Linked DNA regions of Xenopus laevis: region 1 is linked to region 2. The links are chromatin contacts, called in public Hi-C maps. All regions are on one chromosome and are shown on one strand. The core of a region is the stretch at or near the end of the contact, and the rest is flanking DNA. Distances in the headings are between cores, read along the strand shown.

Evidence for each region. A called contact is a pair of places that touch in the nucleus more often than the background predicts.
Region 1: a Hi-C map of the XTC cell line shows a contact between it and region 2, with 6 times the contacts expected there. The contact joins the enhancer-like site here to the promoter of acsl6.L in region 2. A contact is called at or near these places in 2 of 4 Hi-C or Micro-C datasets (the XL177 cell line and the XTC cell line).

What each region holds. Positions count from the first base shown.
Region 1 is chr3L:43,780,293-43,786,389 of Xenopus_laevis_v10.1, reverse strand. The region is part of intron 1 of LOC121401469 (a long non-coding RNA gene); the gene reads left to right. Among protein-coding and RNA genes, the nearest start is that of LOC121401469, 25 kb to the left of the region's middle. Within about 2 kb of position 3,814, at least 2 of the 7 cell types and tissues checked have an H3K27ac peak or open chromatin away from gene starts, as enhancers often do.
Region 2 is chr3L:43,619,721-43,625,652 of Xenopus_laevis_v10.1, reverse strand. acsl6.L (long-chain-fatty-acid--CoA ligase 6) reads left to right here and starts at 4,078. Exons shown (of 21, transcript XM_041586180.1): 1 at 4,078-4,266. The coding sequence starts at 4,194.

The DNA of each region.
Region 1 (6,097 bases), core at 2,565-5,064, 160 kb before region 2:
CATTTTTAAAAATGTAAATTTTTCGATTAAAACGGAGTCTATGGGAGATGCCCTTCCTGTAATTCAGGGTTTTCTGGATAATGGGTTTCCCGATACGCATCCTATACTTGCACTCACTTGGGGCATTTTAAAAGCCGGCTCTTCTTTCCATTGCAGTAGAATTACAGACATTTTAACCAGTCAGACAGATAATCTTCTAAATTCTAATAGTTTATTGGCAGGGGAAGCCTCTGGCACAATAATGAGGTTTAGCGCACAGCCTACTAATAAGCTTGCCTTGCATTAACCCAACCCAAAGACTTCACAGGAAACATCTGCTCCACGATGCAACCAATACATGGAGCAGTGAAATGTGGCAATAAAACTTTAAATAATAATGTCTGTCTAACATGCCGGTGTAACGTGGCTATCAGCATATGCAGCATCTGATAAGAAAGCTAAGTATGTGTTGTGGCTGCCCTGATAGCGAGTGTTGCACTAAGGTTTCCTGAGACAGAGAGGAATGCTGCAACAATCAGCTGATCTGTGGTCTAGAGGCAGGAATTGGGCTGGATAAGGTACAGCAGGACCTCAAGGTACATTGCCAGTTCCCAATTACTTCAGATGTTTAGAAATTTCCATTCTTGGCATTCTGGGATTTACTGTCCATTAAATAAACAGAAACCAATCAGAATAGAGCCCCCTGACTTCATACAGCACCATGGGATTCTGGGAGGGCGACGTGCTGGACATGTGGCAGACAAACAGTTGCTGTAGTTTTCTCTGGTTTTCTTTCACTACTTTGCTTACATTTTATTGTATTTCTTTGGCCTAAGCTGCTTTATTATGGGCCTTAAAGGACAACTCAACCCTAAAAATGAATATGGCTAGAAAAGCCATATTTTATATACTGAACTTATCGCACCAGCCTAAAGTTTCAGCATCTCTATAATAGTAAAGATCCAGGCCTTCACAGCTGTGCACAGGAGCTCACCATCTTGGATTTTTTTAGGAGTTTCAGTGACACTGCACATGTTCTGAGCAGCTGTGAAGTTAAGTTTAGGGGTCATCCCAAATCATCAAGCAGAAAATGTAGCTGGACTATCATATAAGCTGATGCTATGGGGCTAATTATTGATTTCTAACGCTAACTGCACTGATTTGTAAGATGCCATATAATGATAATCTGACCTCTCTAATCAGCTATATATTCTACATATATACAGTATATGGTGATGCCCCGTGAAATCCAATGGAGGTGACATCTCTGAAAGTGGATAGTTTATAATTGTTGCTGTGCAGAATCCCTGCTCAGCACTGAAATTAAGGGAAGCACTGTAAATTGATGGATTGCTGGTGGAAATTACTGTTTTTTGTCTTCAGAGCAGGTTCAAGTACTGCATTTTTCACAGTTGGCTTTTCACTGTTACACTAAGGGCCTCTTCAAGGTAACGGAAGGCCTTAGGGCTCTTACTGACGAGCGGTTGAAGCTGCGCTCCCCTGCGTTCCGTTTTTTTGCGTTCAACCACAAGGGAGCGCAGGAATAGACACATTAAGTTCTTTTCAATGGGGCTGTACTCACACAGGCGCATGTAGGTGCCGAACGCAGGAAAAATGCAGCATGTTGCGTCTCAACCTGCTTTCGGCGCCTACACAGCCCCATTGAAAAGAACATAATGCATCTATTCCTGTGCTCCCCTGCGCTGAACGGGGGGAACGGGGAATGCGGCTGCAACTGCTCGTGAGTAAGAGCCCTAAGGCATAGGTCCCAGTGATCGGAACCCGATGCAAAATCCTTCATTTAGGAAAAATTGTTGCGTTCAGTTGTCCAGAGCTCTAACCTCTCTAAATCCATTTAGGCTAGATGGTTCTGGCCTCAAGGTGATACCGACATGTTCCTATGGAAATTGATACATAGTGGGACTTAAAAAGACACTGTTATTGTTGCAGAATAGTACCCTAAAGATGCCCACAGCCCAGAGAATACCTGACATGGTATATGCCCCCTCAGCTTGGAGAACCAGTTCCATCAGTCATGCCAGGCAGGTTTGGTTCAATCCTTCTGAAGGTAAAAGTAATGTTTTCATTTGCAGCCCATCTTTTGGTAAGACTGCACCCCCAGCAGCCTAGCATCTATCTAGAAAGGAAGACATGCCAGTCCTCAACATCACCCCAGAATACCTAACCAGACCTCTGCTTGGTCATTTCTAGGTGATAAAACCCCACAGTTTAATAATCTTAGCTATAGTGTAATAACTTATACCCTGAAGTCAATCTAAATTGTTCTAAATTGTTTATTTTAACTTTTATAGGTAACGAAAATCATTCTCCCTTGTTATAATGAAGATGGCAAGGAAGGGGCTAATGTTTTATATTAAACCACAATGTAAATGTAGGCTCAGTAAAGTTCAGAGCCCATGAGCCCACACCTGTGAAGAACACTTTGTTCTTGTGGTATCAGAAGTTCCGTTGCAGAAGCAGACAACGCTGCGGTTAAAGTACAGACTACAAACTCTCCCTTACATTTCTATCCCTGCAACCAGCAAACTGATGTCTAAAAGTGACTGTATACATGCAGATTACACAAATGCAGCCCCTGCAAGAGCTAATCAAAAAAAGTCAAAAGAGCTCCCAGTTTCATCCCAAACTATCTGGATTGTAAAAGGAGACTCCTAGTACAGGGAGACAGGCAACAGCAAGTTGTTAGTGACCTGGCACAATATGATAAAAGGGATAGTTCACCTCTAAGTTAACTTTTACTAGATTATAGAATGTCTTATTCCGAGCAACGTTTCATTTGGTCCATTTTTTGTCAAAACATGGGTCATTGACTCCTGCAGTCAAAATTTTTTTATACTAACAATGTTATTGTTTCCTTCTATTACTTGTCTGTATGTATGCTCTCTTATTCATATTCTAGTTTCTTATTCAAACAACTGCCTGGTTACTAAGGTACAAAAGACCCTAGCAACCAAATAGCTGCTGAAATCTGGAGAGCTCAGGGGTGTAACTATCAGGGGTGCAGGGGATCTGATTGCACCTAGGCCTGCACCCCCTTGGGGCCCTCCGGGCGATCATGCCGATGCGACGGCTCACAGAAAATTCTCTCGGAGGGGAGTGGGTTGTCTGTACAGCCTGCACCCGGGTCCAACCCTGCTTAGTTACTTGGCTGGGAGAGCTGCTGAGCAAAAGAATAAATCCTTCTATATCATACACGCGCACGGTGAACTGCCCCTTTAAGCCAACTCATTAGCTTTCCTAAATGCCTGTAGATGGGTCTAGCTAGTTAGTTAAAGCTGACGAATGTGTTTAAAGTGAAAACAGTAAAGTAGCAGTTCAATTTGACGATTGCTTCATTTGTTGATACTAGCACCTAATAGGAAGGAGCGTGCATGTTAAAGGGAAACTGTCATGCGAAAACATGTTTTTTTCAAATGCATCAGTTAATAGTGCTGCTCCAGCAGAATTCTGCACTCAAATCCATTTTTCAAAAGAGCAAACAGATTTTGTTATATTCAATTTTGAAATCTGACATGGGGCTAGACATATTGTCAGTTTCCCAGCTGCCCCCAGTCATGTGACTTGTGCTCTGATAAACTTCAATCACTCTTTACTGCTGTACTGCAAGTTGGAGTGATATCACCCCTCCTTCCTCCCACCAGCAGCCTAACAACAGAACAATGGGAAGGTAAAAATTAAAATCTTGCCTCTCCCCCAGACCCAAATCATGTAGCTTGTGTTGTACTCCTGACATTCAGCCATGGCCACTGCAGTTGTGAGTGACATCAGGCTTGGAGGCGGGGCAAAGGCCTGAAAGACTAGGGCAGTGTTTACATTAGTCAGAGGTGCCATTGTTACTAAGCTGCCTCAACCAGTTCCAATGAAATACTGTGGGAAAGCTGTATTATCCCATGACCTGCTTTCCCCCTGCTTTTAACCTATGCATTGTTCTGTGACTGAACTCAAACAAGAATAAACAGACTAATTTATGTCTGACACCTGGCTACTAAACACCAGGCCGGGAATGGAGTTCAAAATTAACCCTTCTTGTACTTGCTGTTAAATTTGTAACACAGCCCCTGTCCTGCCCATTCAAGTCCTGATTGGTGGTGACCTTTGAGTTCACTTTTCATATGATGTAGAGAATGATATTCTGACACAATTTGCAATTGGCTTTCATTTTTTATTTTATTTTATTATTTGTAGTTTGAGGTATTTAGCTTTTTATTCAGCAGCTCAGCAGTTTGAAGTTTTAGCTATCTGGTTGCTAGGGTTCAAATTGCCCTAGCAACTGTGCATTGATTTGAATAAGAGACTGGAATATGAATAGGAGAGGCCTGAATAGAAAGATGAGTAATAAAAAGTAGCAATAACATACCTCCCAACATTTTGTGAATGTGAAGGTGAATTGCCCTTTAAGCTGTGAGTCTAACTTCTCCCAAGAGACCTGTTATCTTATATTGTTAAATTACTTATTTGCTTATATCAAAATTGTTACAAAAGTATCTTATCTGCAGCTGTGGCTGTTCTGGGCTCTCTGCCAAAAGACAATTCAGTTAGAAACTTTGTTTCTTTTTCTGCCTGTTGAGTGCTTAGAAAATCAGGACTTTCCAGTACAAACGAGGGACTGTGGGTTGAGCTATCAAAAGAGGGACTGTCCCTCTAAAACGGGACAGTTGGGAGGTATGCAACAACAATACATTGGTAGCCTCGCAGAGCATTTGTTTTTAGACAGAGTCAGTGACCCCAATTTGAAAGCTGTAAAGTCAGAAGAAAACGGCAAATAATTAAAAAAAATGACAACTAATTGGAAAGTTGCTTAGAATTAACCATTCTATAACACACTAAAAGTTATCTTAAAGGCAAACAACCCGTTTAATCGAAACATCAAATGGTCTGGTGTTTTGCCTAGACGGATTGCTGATAAATGCAGCTTAATGGGGTTGTTCACCTTCCTACACATTTCTCAGTTCAGTTGGTTTCAGATCGTTCACCAGAAATAAAGACTTTTTCAAATACTTTCTATTAATGACCGTTTTTCGAATATTGAAATTTAAAGTTTCATTTTTCACCTTCTTAGGTCTCTCTAAAACAGCTCTGGGAGGGGGGTCCAACGACTAACTTGTTTTAAATGGATTAATTTAATTGCTACATTTCTGATCTTTGTCCCTGCTGAGCAGATTCCCTTGGTTTCATTAAAGGCAGCTGTTAGAATTGATACAGTAGTTACTTAATATTGCACAGATGCTGCTGAGAAACGTGGCAACTAGTGTAGGAAATTGTTCAAAATCTGCACCCGAGTTACTGAGCCGGCAGATTTTAAACCTCAATTTTGGAACAAAATATTAAAAAATAAAAATTTCTGGTGATCAGTCTGAAGACAACCGAAAAAAAGTGTTTAGAATGAAATAACCCCTTTAAAATGTGTTCAATTTCCCTGTATGATATATGGTACATGAGAACAGTACAGGTTTCTGTAAGGAATGGCCTATGTTGCTAAAACTGGCTAGGAAGCACAAGTAATATTACCAGAATGAATTAAGAAATATATATATTATATATATATAAAACAACAGATTACCTAAATTTTTTCTAGGTATCAGTGTCAATCTTACCTGATACAGCGGAGCCTATAGCACCAGTACAGAATGTGGGACCCTAGAGGCTCAAGCTGCTTATTAGAACTATATTCCCACAACAGTGCCAGGAATTGTATTTATCAGCCCCTCGTAAGTGAGAATAGCTGAATTCAGAAATATAAAAGTATTATTATTAACATGCATTTATATAGCGCCAACATATAGCGTAGCACTGTGCAAGGAATTGTATTAGCCAGCCCCAGTTCCTTGTTTGTGATTATAGCTGAATGTAGAACTATAAAGGTCAACAGTGCCAAGAATCATATTAGCCAGCCCCAGTTCCTTGCTTGTGTGTATAGCTGAATGCAGAACTATAACTGACAACATACAGAGCCGAGAATTGTATAAGCCAGCCCCAGGTTGGACAGGCCAAGGTCAAACACTAAAAGCTGAAACTCACTAATTGAAATAAGCTTTCCCCAACACCCCCCACTTCAACACATACAACCTGTTTGCTCAGGCAACAAGTGAATAGAGGA
Region 2 (5,932 bases), core at 2,829-5,328:
TATACATAACTACCACAAGATGGCAGTGGTAATAAAAGAAGCACATATTTAAATCATTGGGTCCAGTAATGGATAGGAGATAAAAGGGAAAAAGGACTTAAGGGGTCTTTACACGCTAGGGTTGCCAACAGTCTGGTTTTCACAGATTGTCTGGATTTGAGAAATCTGAAACCCGTAAATGACTCTTCCCTGATTGATGTGGCATTTATCTTATCACAGGGTGCCTTAAAGGAACAGTGACAACAAAAAATGAAAGTGTTTTAAAGTAATTCAGATATAATGTACTGTTGCCCTGCACTGGTACAACTGTTATGTTTGCTATAGAAACACAACTGGCGTGCCAGGTGCTGAACTTAAAGGAGAATAAACCCCCCCACACAAAAGTCCCCATCCATAGCCATCAAATGAGCCCTCCCTTCTCCCTCCCCACAGAGTCTATTTCAATGAACAGTGCCTCTCATAGTAAAGCTGACCTATATTAGCAGAAATGCACAGTGGAGCTAGCAGACGCCATCTTCTGAATCTTCGTTTTTTTTCACATCAGTTGTATATACTCCGGGATTACCTTTTTCTATGAGAGCCACTGTTTATTGAAGGAGGGAGCAGTGAGGGGGCTCATTTGATGCCTGTGGATGGGGACTTTTGTCGGAGGGGGGGTTAGTTCTTCTTTAATTGTATTACACATTTGCCGGTAAATTTGTAATACCGACTGGGCGGCACCCTTAGGTGGGCCCGGACATCACAATCTGACATTGCACATTAATATCCTGTAAATGATATCCTTATAAATAGTGCTTAGTGTTGTCTTCAGTTATAATTAGTGATCAGTGAGATTAAAGTCAGTTAGGACTCCAATGATCTGTATTAAAGCATTCAGACTTTTTCATGATTTTTTATAGAGTGTGAGTTGCTCAGCGCAATCATATTCCCTGGGCAGACGTGTCCGTGGATGAGCACTAATGGGCACACCCTTCCATCCCATTGTGTTCTTCTCCTTCTCCTGGGGGAATAAGTAAATGACTTCAAATGCATCATATAGACATCAAAGAGGAAGACACTCCCTAAAATTCTTCTGGCTCCTATCCTGCTGAGGAATTGGACTTAACACTATGCTGTATAATGAGAGAGCGCTGGTAAGATTAAAGTTAAAAAACACCAGACCACAGTGAACCTTTAATTAGATTTGGATATTGGATATTTACATTAGAGTGAATACAGATCTAGGATGTATAATCTGGCATGCTTGGGATCTGGGGTTCTCCATAGGACAAATAATTGCATTATGTGGAGCCTCATGCTTTAAGGCTACAGAAAACCTTTGAACATCAGCACAGATTTATTCTCTCTTCGGTACAAGGTTATTATTACATAGAAAGCATGTCTTTAGATGGGACACTATGGAGTTGAAGATTCTGTATAAGGGGTTTCCGGGTGTTAGATCCAGTATCAGTAAGAGCTTTCAGTGATGTTATGTCATTATTAAAGGACATGTAAAGCCTACATTTTCCTACCATGTATATGTTAGCAATGTCTTCCCCACCCAAGCCACATCATTTGTACTGCAAATACCCCCTCCATTTGACTGCGCCATCACATTTTCCTAAAACAAATAGCAGCTTTCACCCGGCGGCCATTTTCCCTCTGACACGTCATCAGTAACACTCACATCTGCAAGCAGGACATGTATGCTGTAAAGTTCACGTGATGCAGAAGGCAGGTTACACAGGCACAACATACTTTGATAAAAAGTTCTGCTGGGGTTGAGCACTGTAATGGTTAAACTGAGATCAGGAGAGGTGGTTAGGAGAAAATAGGATCAGACAGCTAGAGTTTCTATGGGAACCAGCAATACTATCTCTTCATTGGCTATTAGACTGGAGGGTTTGTTTAGTAATCTGAGCTGAAAAGAATTGAGCATGCTCATTAGCCAACAGCCACAGTAAATTTCTGAGGGAGGGGCAGAGTGGGTTAGAGGAGGAGAAGGAATTCTAAGTGATTAAAGGAGATCCAAACCCTTTTTATTAAATCCCATACCCCCCTGTCCTACATAGTCCCCCCTCCTTGCTCCCCCACAGCCTAGGTGTTACCTTGGGTAAATGCCCCTGAGTCTTTACTCACCCCACGTTACAGATTCAGGGCATCAGAGTTCATGGGCGCCATCTTCTTTTCTTCGGTAATCTTTTGAAAGAGAGCAGCGTATCGGCGCATGTGCAGTTGGCGCAATCTTCTGGTCCTGAATGCGAAGCCACGGAAATTGCCGAAGCGCCAGAAGAAGACCTGAAGATTACTTTAGAGGAGGGGGCAATCTATGCCATGGGGGCCCATAACTGCAATATGTCCTGTACTCCCCTTATAGTGGCCAATTGAAATGGGGTTCAGGAACCCACAGGGACAAGCCTCAGGGCCCCCCTGCCCCCAGATCTCCACAGATCAACTGACCGATGCTGCCCCCTACCACATGCATACCTTATACTGTGGCCGCACTGGGGGAGCAACATCATTATTCGGGGAGGAGCATGTCTGGGTCGGTAGGATTCACCAGGGCTCAGGCCCAACAGCTCAGTCTGACCATAATATTGGCCCTGGCTCTGGGATTTTTTTATGGTTTAGGCTAGGGCACCTGGTTCCCGTGAAATAACAAATGTTAAGTCTACTTTATACAACGGCATTCATGACAAGTCCTGTAGTCATACAGAGTATAACACAGCACAGGAACATTCAGTCACTCTATTGAATAAAGTCCTCAGCGGTGTTTATGATTAAACTGCACCAACACACACACAGCATAGGGTCGATTTTACCAGGATCCACTGCCAATATGTTTTTAAATTCTGGGAGGAAAACTCAGAGAAAACCCATTCTTGTGAGGAGTAGAACAAACTGCACGCTGATAGATCTCTACTTGGAATCAAAAGTTAGATGTTCCAGTGATGATAACTATGTAGGCAGCACGATTACACGGTTGTTATAATTACTGCCTTGCAGCTCTGGAGTCCTAGGTTCAAGACACTATCTGTTTGCATGCTCTCCCTGTCTCTTTCCTCTGGTTTCTTATCATACCCCAAAAAGGCAGGTTAATTGGCTCCTGCTTAAAGTAACCATAGTGTATGTGAATATGATTACAGTTTAGACTGTAAGCTCCAGTGGCACAGGGACTGATATGAATTATGGATGCACCAAATCCAGGATTCTGCCTTTCTCAGATTAGGATTCAGCCGAATCCTTCTGACAGGCCGAACCGAATCTGAATCCTAATTTGCATATGCAAATTAGGGGCAGGGAGGTAAATCGCGTGACTTTTTGTCACACAACCAGGAAGTAAAAAATGTTTTCCCCTTCCCACCCCTAATTTGCATATACAAATTAGGATTCGGTTCGTATTCGGCCGAATCTTTCGCCAAGGATTCGGGGGTTCGGCCGAATCCAAAAAAGTGGATTCGGTGCATCCCTAATATGAAAGATCCATAATCTTGGTAAAGTGCTTCAGAATGTGTCTGTGCTATTTAATAAGGAATGGGGGCCTTGCAACCAGCAGTGCTGAAATGGCAATACTAGCAGTCAGAATATGCAGAATACTTGTCAATGCACCAGGAAGCTACATTTCTATGAATCTTTAATGGAGCTGCTGGGGCAGACAAGACAGGGGTGAGTGTAGCCTACAGTGATATAATATCACTTTAATGAGGTCACAAGAGGCAGACCTCATATCAAAAACCAGTACACCCCCAAAGAACATCAAGTAATTTTGCAGCAGTTGCATTTTTTTTGCATTATGCCAAGCCCAGTACTGAGCTTTTATGCTCGGCCGAGCTTGGAGAATAAAAAGACCTTTTATTCTGAGCCAATGGGTCAATAAGTGCTGCTATCATCTGCATACTATTTTAGCAATAAAGCAGAAAGTTCCCTTCAAATGAGTGCAAATGGGCTGGCAGAGCGTGGATTAGCCACAAGAGATTAAGGCAAAAAGCATGTGCTTGGGCTATCACTGCAGCAGGAGTGGCAAGCGCTGGCGTCTGCTCCAAGGAAGCTGGGCTGTTCCCTGAAGGAGGGAGGCTAAAAATACTATCCTACTGCATAGTGCATACTGAATCCACTCATGTGCCTGCGTGATCCCGCCTGCTAACTGCAGTGACTTTGCTGCGGTGCTTGGCTCAGCTGCAACCCCCCTTCTCTCTCAATAGCTGGAGTGGTCCATGCTGCAGCCGGCACCAGGAGACATGCTAACCTTCCTCATTCTGTCTGGTACCTCCATCTGGCTGCTCATGGGTAAGTGCCTGCTGCTGCTGATACCTACATCCCCTGAGGGCATCTTTCTGCTGCTTCTCATCCCCAAATATGACTGAGATGTTTATTGATAGGGCTTTATTGGGAGTGAGGGGGTAGCAGTTGTGACTGCAGCACCTTATACTCTATATACTGTATGGATCTGAATGTTGGAATGCAGTGTTTTAGCATCACATGGAACATGGGTAAATGTATCACTTAAATCTAACCTTTTTATTTCTTCCTAAAACCCTTATGCCTGCCATTTGTACAATTGCTAATAGATACTTTATTCCTGTGCATTTTCCTCCTCTAATAACCTTTCCGCATCACCGATGTGTGCATATTCCGCCTTCTATAAAAATCTTTTCCCACTGGCTTTGCACTTATCCCGGCTTCACGTCAGCGTTCCCTACTAGTTCCACTGCGTCACTCTATCCCCCCAGGTTTGGGTAGCACCAGGGTATCAGAGACACATACTCCAACACCATTACTGGCTGAATAAAGAACCTTATAATCTTCATATGTAAGCCTGACATTTATATCATAATATATCAACTGTATTCACTATCAGGTCCCTTGATGTATGCAGGTATCATATTGACTACAAGTATATGGGTTTGTGATACAGGTATGGGATCAATTATCTGGAATACTCAAGACCTGGGTTTTTCTGGATAAAGGATCTTTTTGTAAATTGGATACATTAAGTCTGCTAAAAATCATTTAAACATTAATTAAACCCAATAGGCTGGTTTTTCCTGCAATAAGGATTAAATATATCCTATTTGGGATCAAGTACAAGGTACTGTTTTGTACAAAGAAAAACATCTTTAAAAACTAGAATTATTGGCTTAATATAGAGTCTATGGGAGATCGCCTTCCCCTTTCTGGATAACAGATCCCATACCTGTACTTACAGTATATTAATAGGGGTTATCGTTTATTTCCTCTAAATATTGAAGTACAGTCTTATGTCATAGCAAATTGTCTCCACGGAAAAGGATGTGTCCAAATTATGATAACTTTATATTTATATCCAAAGGCTGGAGGTCTGACGTACATAGACAGAGAAGGGGGTCGTAATTCCATATGATCTCCTGTGTTGTATACATAGTAGGGGTGCTCCATGCACACAGACATCAATAAGCATTTTGCCAATGGCAAATGGGGAGTATTCTGCACTGGCACAGAACCAATTAATGTGCCTTGCAGCCGTTCATTTAGTTAAATGGAATTTAATTAGGGACAGGCGGATTTGGCCAGAAAACTTGTTTGTAGTGTTTTCTTTTAACTAAATGACAGACTGCACAAGTGCTTCTCCATCGGCTGAAAACCGACAGCAGAGAAAATGGTATATTTACACTTCCATTCCAACATCATGGTAAAAGGAACTTCTAGTTCATTAAAAAAATCGTTTTTATGATTTCTGGGAGACCCTAATACACTTACCCTAATACACTAGCCCTAACCATAATACCCTAACCCTAAAACCTTAACCCTAATACACTAACACTAACCATAATACCATAACCCTAACACTAACAATAATACCCTAACCCTAAAACCCTAAACCCTAATACACTAACCATAATACCATAACCCAAAAACCCTAATACACTAACCCTAATACACTAACCCTAATACACCAACCACAATCCTTCAAAAA